Regions from separate parts of the Hordeum vulgare genome. Here all the other regions are linked to region 2. Evidence: chromatin contacts called from public Hi-C data. All regions are on one chromosome and are shown on one strand. Each heading gives the region's core, a stretch centred on a gene start, on an enhancer-like site or on the middle of the called end of the contact. The rest is flanking DNA. Distances are from core to core; before and after follow the strand shown. Region 1 holds the start of LOC123450637. Region 2 holds the start of LOC123449038 (serine/arginine repetitive matrix protein 1). Region 3 holds the start of LOC123449035 (RNA polymerase sigma factor sigB-like). Region 4 holds the start of LOC123449034 (protein TOC75, chloroplastic).

The links. Hi-C and Micro-C count contacts between places; a contact is called where the count stands out from the background.
Region 1: a contact with region 2 is called in a Hi-C map of seedling, with 5 times the contacts expected there. The contact joins the promoter of LOC123450637 here to the promoter of LOC123449038 in region 2. A contact is called at or near these places in 4 of 6 Hi-C or Micro-C datasets (leaf and seedling).
Region 3: a Hi-C map of leaf shows a contact between it and region 2, with 8 times the contacts expected there. The contact joins the promoter of LOC123449035 here to the promoter of LOC123449038 in region 2. A contact is called at or near these places in 2 of 6 Hi-C or Micro-C datasets (leaf and seedling).
Region 4: a Hi-C map of seedling shows a contact between it and region 2, with 4 times the contacts expected there. The contact joins the promoter of LOC123449034 here to the promoter of LOC123449038 in region 2. A contact is called at or near these places in 2 of 6 Hi-C or Micro-C datasets (leaf and seedling).

What each region holds. Positions count from the first base shown.
Region 1 is chr4H:479,361,332-479,364,031 of MorexV3_pseudomolecules_assembly, forward strand. LOC123450637 reads left to right here and starts at 1,394. Exons shown (of 1, transcript XM_045127788.1): 1 at 1,394-2,700. The coding sequence starts at 1,751. The coding sequence ends at 2,362.
Region 2 is chr4H:479,947,103-479,949,802 of MorexV3_pseudomolecules_assembly, forward strand. It overlaps LOC123449038 (serine/arginine repetitive matrix protein 1), which reads left to right and starts at 1,263. Exons shown (of 12, transcript XM_045126106.1): 1 at 1,263-1,407; 2 at 1,515-1,604; 3 at 1,723-1,845; 4 at 2,341-2,508. The coding sequence starts at 1,387.
Region 3 is chr4H:479,253,422-479,256,121 of MorexV3_pseudomolecules_assembly, forward strand. LOC123449035 (RNA polymerase sigma factor sigB-like) reads right to left here and starts at 1,365. Exons shown (of 6, transcript XM_045126101.1): 1 at 878-1,365; 2 at 166-699; 3 at 1-27. The coding sequence starts at 1,129.
Region 4 is chr4H:479,041,680-479,044,379 of MorexV3_pseudomolecules_assembly, forward strand. LOC123449034 (protein TOC75, chloroplastic) reads right to left here and starts at 1,375. Exons shown (of 7, transcript XM_045126099.1): 1 at 105-1,375. The coding sequence starts at 1,271.

The DNA.
Region 1 (2,700 bases), core at 144-2,643, 590 kb before region 2:
AGAGAGCTACAACTTGGATCCTTACATGGTCATTATTCAACCATGTGGATTCCAGGAAGCTTATGGCTATTGGGTGCAACCGGTGGGAGACGGTCGCACGGGCTATCTTCAGCCGGTTTGAATGGCGAGCTACTAATAGACTAGATGTATATGCATCATAGTGTGTTTGTTTCAATTCGCCGGATGTGGCAGTTTTATTCCGTTTGTGAGCGGTTTCTATCTTATTTTGCGTTGTATTGGAGAACTCAAGACCTTGGTTACTTTCTTAATTAATAAAATGGGTGCATGTATCAATTGATGTAGAGGTCGGGGGATAATCCTCCTTTTTTTTAAAGATGGCTTACCATTAGGCAACGCACACAAAAATGGCTGGGCTCCGAGATGTTTTATGGCGCAAGCTTTGAATTTGTAGAGATCCCACCTTCCCTGAAGCGATGTTATTAGGCGCAGTTAGGATGGAATTAACAGTACCCCTTGATTGAACCTGGGAGGAATTAATGGGAGACGAGATCGATTTTCAATTATTTGACAAACTACGTCCAGATTTGCAAATCAGAATGAGAGTAAACGAGGTTCTTGCATAGCTTCAGCATATGAACGACAAGGGCGTGAATTGGACACCACCGTACAACCAGTTCCAGCTGATCTTTGATATCGGAGATAGAGATTTCTAAGCTCTTCATCTCCACCCCCCCCCCCCCCACACACACAACAGGACCATACAGACTAGATTAGTAGAGAGATTTCCTCCCCTAATTATTTCAAAACCTACTTCCGGTGATGAAACGCAAAACTTATACAATGTGATACTTTAAAATGTTTGGCGGAACCCCCAAAGCAGGCTTGGATGATGAGCCCCACGAAGTCTAGCTTGAGCTTGATCTTCGAGCTAGTGAAATTCACCACAAGGATAAAGATGCTAGAATGAGGTGAATCCGCAGCATTGACTGATGATCTGCATTGCTTCTTGATGTATTATTTAAAAGCCTTTCAAGGTCAAAGTTGAGATCCGATGGCGCCATGTCGAGGAAGCATGTGGAAACTACCGGCCGCCGTGATCGGAATAACCACCGCCATTGATTTTGGTGGTCGGGCCGGAGTGGCCACCGGAGAAGGACGCACGGGTTAGACAGAGGGGTTAGTTCACTTTCGATTTTCTGATTTTCTGGTTGCACCTGGATGGAAGATCTTGTTAACTCTTTCATATCAAAAAAGAAAAAGAAAAAAAGATTGCTAACTCTTTTGATTTTTTTTATTTTGTGCACATGAGTAGGGGCTTTTAGACTGATGGGTGCATGCACATCAGTTCTTCGGTTAACCGAATAAACTGAACCGATACATTTTGGTTAATATGGTTTGAAGGCTAATTTCTACTCCATATGTGATTACTTCCGTGGCCATTTCTTTAAAACCGAAATTATAAAAAACCGAATAAACTGAACCTTATTAACAATATTAACCGAATGCCCAGCTCTATTTGCTAGTAACACTCAAAACCAGATCACTGATATTTTCAACGTCTCAAGACGATCGGACGGCTGAAACAGCTCATCCACAACGGCCACCCGTTGCACCGCACACATCTTCGGCTGAGAATCGGAAGCAGCTGCGGTTAAAACTTAAAAGGAAGGAAGGAAGGAACCACCGAAACGCACCGATCTCTCTCCACCGTCCACGCGCGCGCCTCCTCCAAACCCGGCCGCCCCCTCGTCACGCGCCGCCCTTTTATAACCCTCCACGCGCCCCCCGCATGCGCGCATCACGAGATTGCAGAGAGAGAAAGAAGAGCGCGATCGCGGGTCAGCTGAGTCCACGTACGCGCCGATCCATGGAGATGAAGCTGTCGCCCGGCACCGGCGAGGTGTTTGGCGGCAAGAAGCGCCCGCCGAGCAGGCTCCAGAAGAAGGCGCCCGCGTCGCTGCAGCTCGAGCAGGCGGGCCCGGGCGCGGCCCAGCCTTCCGCCGCCGCGTGGGGCGACGGGAGGACGCCGATACCGCTCCTGTCGCCGCTCGTCACGTCCCCGGCGCCGGCGTGGGAGGCGGACCAGGCCGGGAGCAGGAGGGAGGCCGCGCAGGCGGAGACCAGGAGCGGCGGGGATGCTGACGGCATCCTGAGCCCGATCCGGCGCGGCGGGTATGGTGTCAGCAACGGTGCAGATGAGACGGCCACGACGCCGGCGCTCAGCGGCGGGTGGCGGCACCCGGCCATGCCGGCGCCGACGCCGACGCTTGCCTCCAACGGGGGCGGGGTGTGGCGGCACCCGGCGATGCCGTCGCCGGTCCCGGAGCCGGCGTCCCTGGCGCCGCTCTTCAAGTCGCAGTGCGCGGTGGAGCTGCACAACCCGCAGGCGCAGGCGCAGTAGCGAGGATCCAGGACCACTTGAACCAGGCGACCGGCTGTCGGCGTGCGCAAGGCTCCGCGGCGACGACCGAAGCCAGCCGGCGACGTGCATGGACACTCCGTGCGCGCTCTCGTGTCTGCCTCATGCGTGCCCTCCTCGTGAAGTCGTGATCTTGCTTGCACAACTTGTTGTACTCTCCTCTAGCTTGGTCATGTATAGACGTGGTTGTGGTTCTCTGGGTCACTGGACCACTAATTTTAACTGCTCATTCTCAATTGTAAAACATGATCCAATAAAGAAAATGGCAGAATCCCAATGTCCCTCGCGTTGTAAGCTTTCGATGAATTAGGATGTGTTTG
Region 2 (2,700 bases), core at 13-2,512:
GAAGCCATATTTCATTGTGATGGAGCTTCGTGGTGTTGTTGGGATCCTCTAATTAAGTTGTGGAGATTGCTCCAACCTTGTGTTGTAAAGGTTCGGTGACCGCCCTCAAGGGTCCATTAGTGGATTCACGACATCTCGCATTGTGCGAGGGCGTGAGGAGATTATGGTGGCCTTAGTGGCATCTTGGGGAGCATCGTGCCCCCACACTGCTCCAAACGAAGATTAGCATCCGCAAGGGTGTGAACTTCGGGATACATCGTCGTCTCCACATGCCTCGGTTATCTCTTACCCGAGCCCTTTACTTATGCACTTTACTTTGTGATTGCCATATTCTTTCTTGTAATATATCTTGCTATAACTTAGTTTTTTTATCTTGCTTAGCATAAGTTGTTGGTGCACATAAGTGAGCCTAGTTGTTTTAGGTTTTGTGATTGACAAATTAAATATTAGTTTTATTTCGCATTTGTTCAAGCCTAAACCGTAAATATTTTAAAGCGCCTATTCACCCCCTCTAGCGACATCCACGTCCTTTCAATAGGTGTGCCACCCTCCAAGTCCAAAACAATGGGTCTATGATTAGAATGTTGTGGATCACCATTGACCACTTGTAACGAGGGAACCTATTCCACCATTGACCACTTGTAACGAGGGAACCTATTCCACCATTGAGGAGTAGCCACCGCTCTGTCGAGCCTTTCACGAATATACCCTTAAACTCGGAAATTATTATTACGCCATGTGGCACCCGAAACGAAAACCACAAACTAGAAACCAGAACACGAAACTAGGATTTTGGGAGTTTTACAGCCGCGTGCCCTAGACACATGCGGGAGACCTAACTTGGGGGGCGGGGGATGATTGTTGGCTAGGGATTGGATGAAACTGGATTTGAACGGAGGGGTTTGCCGGCGGCAGCGATGAGAAAATGGGAGACGGCGACGTGAAGACCTGGATCGCCTCAGAGTCACCGTTGAAAATGCTAACCATCTGTGGGGTGTTTCCCTATAGTAGCCGGTCAATTTTTTTTTACTAACCGTCATCTATTAGGACTGACTGATCACGAGTTAGGAAGAACCGGAATTTGCCGAGAGGGAAGGACGATAGGAACAAAACCCTAACGACATGGAAGTAATTTTGCTCCTTCAATCGTGATGAACATCGTACTACGAGTGAACAGACTCGAAAGCCCACAGACCTGTGGGCTCGGCCCAGGCAGCTGAGACAGGGAGACTGTTTTGGATCGGGCTATTGTCTATAGCTCTTCCTGCGGCCTCTTCTTCTCCCCTGCATCCCCAACTCGTCGTCGTCTTCCCAAGGCACCAACCCTAGCCATCCCTCCTCGGCATCCTCCCCCCCCAAGCCGGCGGCCGCCGCCCGTCTGTGAAGATGTCAGGAGGCTTCTTCCGGGTAAGCGGACACGGTTCCCCGCATTGATTTAGTTCGCCAATCTCGCTTCGTTTTTTCCGGTTCGTCCGATCTGTGACAGCTGCGCTGACTCGCCGTGTTTTTATCAGGGGACGTCGGCCGACCAGGATACCAGATTCTCCAACAAGCATGCCAAGTTGCTGAAGACACAGAAGTTCGCGTCTGAGCTTGACCATCAGGTTAGCTTTTTCGTTCTCGCCCTATGCCTCCATCGGGTTCTAGCCGATGAGCGTCCAGAAGGGGAGTATCTGCCGTGGGTTCAAGGTAAACGCTAATTTGTTTCTTTCCTTGGGTTAGGTGGACATGTCAAAGGTGAAGATGGACGTGATGAAGCCGTGGATTGCCACACGGGTCACTGAGCTTCTTGGGTTCGAGGACGAAGTGCTTATCAACTTCATCTACGGCCTGCTCGATGCGAAGGTGTGTTTTTTGAAGATAAACTTCTTTAACATATGCTTGTTTCTCGTTGAACAAACACAGATGTTTTTTTTTATTGAGATATGCCTATTAATTGAAAACTGAACTCTCCATTCGATTCATGTAAAGCATCTCTGGATATATTGGATTTGGTCCATTCAGCTTTAAGATTGTAAGCAAAGAACCAAACTATCTTCATCGTGTAGCTCAGGAGTCAGGAATGAAAACTGAAATTATGCACATGTAATTCGGGAACTATCAAAGTCTCTCATAGGTTTGTTTGGATAGTGTAAGACAGGTAATCACAGCCACCTTGTGGAGCTAAACCACAACATTTTCCAATTTGCAAAATACCAACTGGATTAGCAAAATACCAATTGGATTAGTTTACTGAAACTTCTTGTGAACTTGTGAAACAAGTATGTGTTGTACCTGTAAAAGTTAACCGCCAAATAGTAGGAGCTTAGGAGCTTTACAAGGTTTTTGTTTGTTTTGCAGGAGGTGGACGGGAAGTACATACAGATCCAGCTGACGGGGTTCATGGAGAAGAATACAATAAAGTTCATGAGGGAGCTGTGGAGCCTCCTTCTAAGTGCGCAGCAGAATGCCAGTGGTGTGCCCCAGCAATTTTTGGATGCAAAGGAGGCTGAGATTCAGCAGAGAAAGGTTTGCATAAATACATCAATGTATTATTATTATAATAAATATTTCTATGACATACTCCAGACATGTTGTTCTGGGTTCTCATAAGCTAGAATACATACATAAGACATCAAACTAGCATGCCCTTACAATGACCTAGATTCAGTTCTGATTAGTTGCTCGCCTGGTCGGTACTTGGCTTCCAACGAAAATGTC
Region 3 (2,700 bases), core at 115-2,614, 690 kb before region 2:
TTGGATAGCCTCCAACTTCAAGAGATCCTGCGTCAGTTCATGATAAAGTTAGTCAGATACCAGCAACAGGACATCATTATTTGGTACTCCCTCTGTAAACAGGAGTATGTTTGTACAGCATGAAGAAATCACACATGTCCTTGGCATTGTTTTAGTCTTTGTTACCTGAATGCCTTCTGATAATTCAACTTCTTGCTTCGCTGTGAGAAGCTTCCGTCCGGACATCTTGTAGAAGCAGCCCAGAGAATTTCGGCAGCCCTTGACCCTCTTCTTCCTCGAGGACGCCATAACGGGCCTCCGATCACTGAAAGATTTAGCCGCCTTCATCGCCGCCCTCACTCTCCGAGCTTTTCTCTCGGGCTGACGTGCCGACTTGACAGCCACGCCCCGTGCGCCCTGCTCGTCGTCGTCCGACTCGGATTCGTCGCTGAAGATGCTGACGAACCCCGTGTCGTCCAGCAAACGGGCGTCAGCATACCGAGACCCCGGCCGCACCTCGGTGCGAAGGACCTCCCTTGTCAAGTAGCTGTCCTCCACCACGTCATGGCTGTCGCCGACGTCTGGACGGTCGTCCGTTTGCACCATCCGGGCAACTTCTCGGGCGACCTCCGCGGCCGCTCGCGCTAAAGCCACGGCTTCCGCGGCCGCAGCCGTCACCACCGCTTCTTGGTTGAGAAGCGCCTCCCCGAAGTCCCCCTGCTTCCAACATCCAATGCAAGAAAGGGACGAGGACAGACATATTTCAGCATAGCCCACTCCAAACCAATCTCCCCGATGGAAATGGAAATACGTATAATACAGTTCAGTTATCGCGAGTTGCGGACAAGCACGGCCGTCGGAGCAACAGCACCGAACACGTGACGTGAGCAGACATTACCGGGAGGCTCGCGTTATCCGAAGGGGGAGGAAGCCCGGCGTCGACGGCTCCGTGGTACACCAGGCGCCTCGCCTCGGCGGCCAAGGACTCCAGGCGCTCCGCCTCGACGACGGCCGCGGAGGACAGCGCGCACTGGACCCTCCCTGGCCGGCAGCTCCCGCCTGCCGCGCAGCCGCCGCCGCCGGGCTCCCTCGGGACCACCGCGCGGGTGGAAGGGAGCCACTTGAACTGCGGCGCGAGGCACGACGACATCCCTAGGTAAGCGGCGAATGCGCCTCGTGTTCGCTGGCTGGCTAGCTCTTGGTAGTGCCGATGGAGGTGATGGCGGTGGCTAGTGTGGCATGCATTGCGGGGCAGGGAGCGCGGTGGTGAGGTGCGGCCGTACGGTCGGGGAGAAGCGGGAGGGTGGGCGCTCTTGGTCCAGAGGGTGAAGGGGATAAGAGAGGGTGGGGACAGGATCGTGCGGGAGAGGCGGTGACCACCTCCGCGTCATGGGCGGGAAAACGAGCGACGAGCCTCCGCGGATCTGCCCGGTCCGGTCAAGAGTTTCAGATATTACTAGCAAAAAAGAGTCCTTCTCTTATAAGAGCAATTTTTACGAAACGATCCATTTCATCCATCGCTGTTTGTTTAGATATGTGTGGATAAAACTGATGGTTCAACGCGCGAGTCCACTGTCAAAATGCGTATGTGCCGATCCATTTCCGGTCCAAATTTGAGACTGAAATGCGTCGGCGTGGAATCGAAGCGGACGCGCGCGCCCTCTCGCTGTCCGCCCCAACCACCGGTACTCAATTTAATTTATGACGGCCACCCTTCACGGGCACACGCGTCAGCGGCCGCGGTCGGCCTTTTTTAATCCGAACGTGTGGTAGGTTCGACCTCATGTGCTTCGAAAACCCACCTGTCCCCATCTCGCCACCTCGTCGGCAACCAAACCCTAGCACCGCTTGCCATGGCGGGCTCCTTCCAAAACAAGGACAAGGCCCTCGTCTACCCCCGCGCGATCTCCCCGCCGGCCTCGCGAGCGTGTTAGCCTCCCGGTAGACCAAGCGTGGTGGCACTGGGAGCACGGCGTCCCCCTGCCGTACCCTGATGTCACCCCCCGCACCACTGGCATCTGGATCCGGAGAGGATCCCGGTGCCGGCCGTGCCGCGATCGGCGCGGATACACGCGTAGGAGGTTGTCGCCGCCGGTGTCTGCTGACGCCGGAGAAGAGGCTCAACCCTGTCTACGCGGCCGACTCTCCCCACTAGGAGCTCTGGTTCGCAGTCGAGCACGAGGGGCAACGCCGGCGCGGCGTGCAGCCAGGAGGCCCTCCGCTCCCCTCGCTCGTCGTTATCTAGGAGGACCAGGAGGCAGAGGCCGCCTATCAGGCAGCGCTGGCAGTCGTTCTCTTCGAGAGCGAGGAGGAAGAGCGACGCAAGGCCGAAGAGGAGGAGGCGACATGCGAGGCGCGGCTCGCGGAGGCCATCGCGCTGTCCGCCGCCGCCGACTGCGTCGTGCCACCTCCGCCAAGACCGAACCCACGGAGCCGCAGCGGGAGGTCTACTAGTTGACCGGCTGCCTCCGCGAGTGGGTCAGTGCGCCACCCATCTGGTTGGGTGCGACACCAGAGCAGGAGGAAGCCTACCTCCTACACTGGAGGTCGCAGCACCTGTCGGTGGAGCGCGCCGAAGGCCGTCGACAGATGACGTGGAGAAGAAGGCGGAGGAGGAACAATGGGAGATGGAGGAGGAGGAGCGCGCTCGTGCTGCGCTGCCACCGCCACGAGCACAGCCCACGCCAACGGGACATGCGACAGAGGCGCACGCAGCTGCGT
Region 4 (2,700 bases), core at 125-2,624, 910 kb before region 2:
GCTAATTTTTAACATGTTAGTTGACTGTACAACATCAGATAGTACTACTAATAAAATTGTTCTCCCATGTTTGTTTTATAAGCTAATAATGGTATGCAGTATACCTGCTGGGGCAGCTCCCGGTCTATGATAGGAATTTGGGTATTCCCTTCCACAAAATTCCCTAGCTTATCCTGGAACTGGTACTCCACTTTGGTTATGTCCCCCTCGACCACCTCACACACAACCTCACTGGTGTTAAGGTTTCCGAAGTTCACCACTTGTGCGCATACAAAGCCCTCATTGTGGTACCACTTCTGAACATGGTCCCTGATCTTCTGCAGCATCCTGGCACTCACCTTTTCCTGTTTTTTCATCATTGCCAAAACCTCCCCTCGGACGGATTCTGGCAAAATGCACGGCATGGCGCCGCGGACACGCTGCTGGTAATCACGTTCCTGCTTCCGAAGGTAGTCCATCTTCTCCCTCTCAGTCATGTCCTGATCGAAGTCAGCCTGGCCGGACTGCGCCATAAGCCCAACATTGATGCATTTGAACTGCTTGGCTGCACTCCACACGCTCTCCGTGAAGGAGACGGTGAGGCCAAGGGTGCCGTCAGGTTTGGCCTTCCCTTCTAGGTCAACCCGCTCGAACATGCCGCAGGAGACTAGCGTCTCGAGCTCTTTCAGAAGCTGCGACTTGGTGTACACGCCGCCTGGCTGCAGAGTAACCATCTCGAAGAAAGAATCCTCTGGCCCGGCATCGGTGGCGCCACCTCCGCCAGGCGCAGCACGGTCGAAGAACTTGAGCTCCGATAACTTGTATCTCTTCAGCCCGCTCAGCTTCGAGAGCGGCACGGTGATGTTGGCCGGGAGGCCATGCGGGTCCCAGTCGGCCGACGACTTGTCGTCGGCATTCGCCGCGCCGGCGGAGAAGATCCGCGACCAGAAGCCCCCGCCGCCGCCACCGCCACCGGCACCGGCACCACCGCCGCCGCCGCCCCATCCGCCTCCCCCGCCGAGGGGGCCCCCAGGGCCACCGCCAAAGCCGCCAGAGGAGGCGAGGAGGAAAGCGCCGGAGGCGGCGGCGGCGATGGCGGAGCCGAGGGCCAGGTCGGTTTTGGAGGTCTTGGATTCGGATTTGGGGGCGGAGGATGAGACAGCGAAGGGGTTGTTTCGGGGTTGCGAGTTGTGCGATGCGGCGGCGGACATGGTGACGGGGCGCCCCCGGCCTCGCCGGGAAGGCCCGGCGGGCGACGGGGTGAAGAAGAGGCTCTGGGAGGTGAGCGCCATTTGGCTGCCGCGGATTAGGTAGGAGGGGGAGGGGGAGGGGGAGGGGGAAGGGGGCGAGGTCTTCCTCTCCTGGAGGCTGGAGCTGGGCAAGGGTTTCTTCCCTATCTTCTGCCCTCGCTTCGCGTTTTTGTTGGGGGTTTAGCTGTGCCTGCCTTTGCGTGGCGGCGTGCTACCACCAGACTCCCGTTGGTGGCTATTTTTCTTTTTGATTCTGCTTCCCTTTTCCTTTTTGATTGATGCTGCTTTAGATTGCGAAAAACAATCTACCAATTTGTTTTATTTTCGAAGACACCCTTATAAAAAAAAATTACATTTAAAAATCTTGAGCGTGTCAAAATCTTTATTTGTCCATTGATCGTAGGTCATGACTCATGAGCATATCTTCTGATCCATGAACTTGTAGAAGTAGCAGGTGAAATATCGTCAATGCTGCCTAGAAGATGTCGGCAATTGCGATCTGTGAAGCAAATCAACGCCTCGAAGAGAAAAACACCATAGGGGCCTATATAAGCTCTAAAAACCATGATAAGCTTGAATCCATACGAATGCACCATAAACACAAACCTATCTGATCCCGAAAGACCCGTGGAAGACACAGCTCCCCCCCCCCTTCATTGGTGATAAGCTCATCCACGGAATGGGAATAGGACGGGAATGACATTATTCCTACACTGAAGACTCCTTGAAGAAAATCAGGCACAATTACTCACGTTGTTTCATACAAGATCTCGATGTGAGGTCGAGCTCGTCACCGTCCATGACCATGCACTGACACCCTCTTCTTCGGTGGCCTACCCAAGTCGGATCTGTTGGAAATATGCCCTAGAGGCAATACTAAAGTGGTTATTATTATATTTCCTTGTTCATGATAATCGTTTATTGTCCATGCTAAAATTGTATTGATTGGAAACTCAAATACATGTGTAGATACATAGATAACACACTGTCCCTAATGAGCCTCTAAAGTACTAGCTCGTTGATCAAAGATGGTCAAGGTTTCCTTGCCATCGGCATGAGTATTTTGATAACGAGATCACAGCATTAGGAGAATGATGTGATGGACAAGACTCAAACTATGAACGTAGCATATGATCGTGTCGGTTTATTGCTATTATGTTCTACATATCAAGTATTTGTTCTTGTGACCATGAGATCGTGCAACTCACTAACACCGGAGGAATACCTTATGTGTATCAAACGTCACAACGTAACTGGGTGACTATAAAGGTGCTCTACAGGTATCTCTGAGGGTGTCTGTTGGGTTGGCATGGATCAAGACTGGGATTTGTCACTCTGTGTGACGGAGAGGTATCTCACGGCCCACTCGGTAATATAGCATCACAACAATCTTGCAAGAAATGTGACTAAAGAGTTAGCCACGGGATCTTGTATTAAGGAACGGGTAAAGACACTTGCCGGTAACGACATT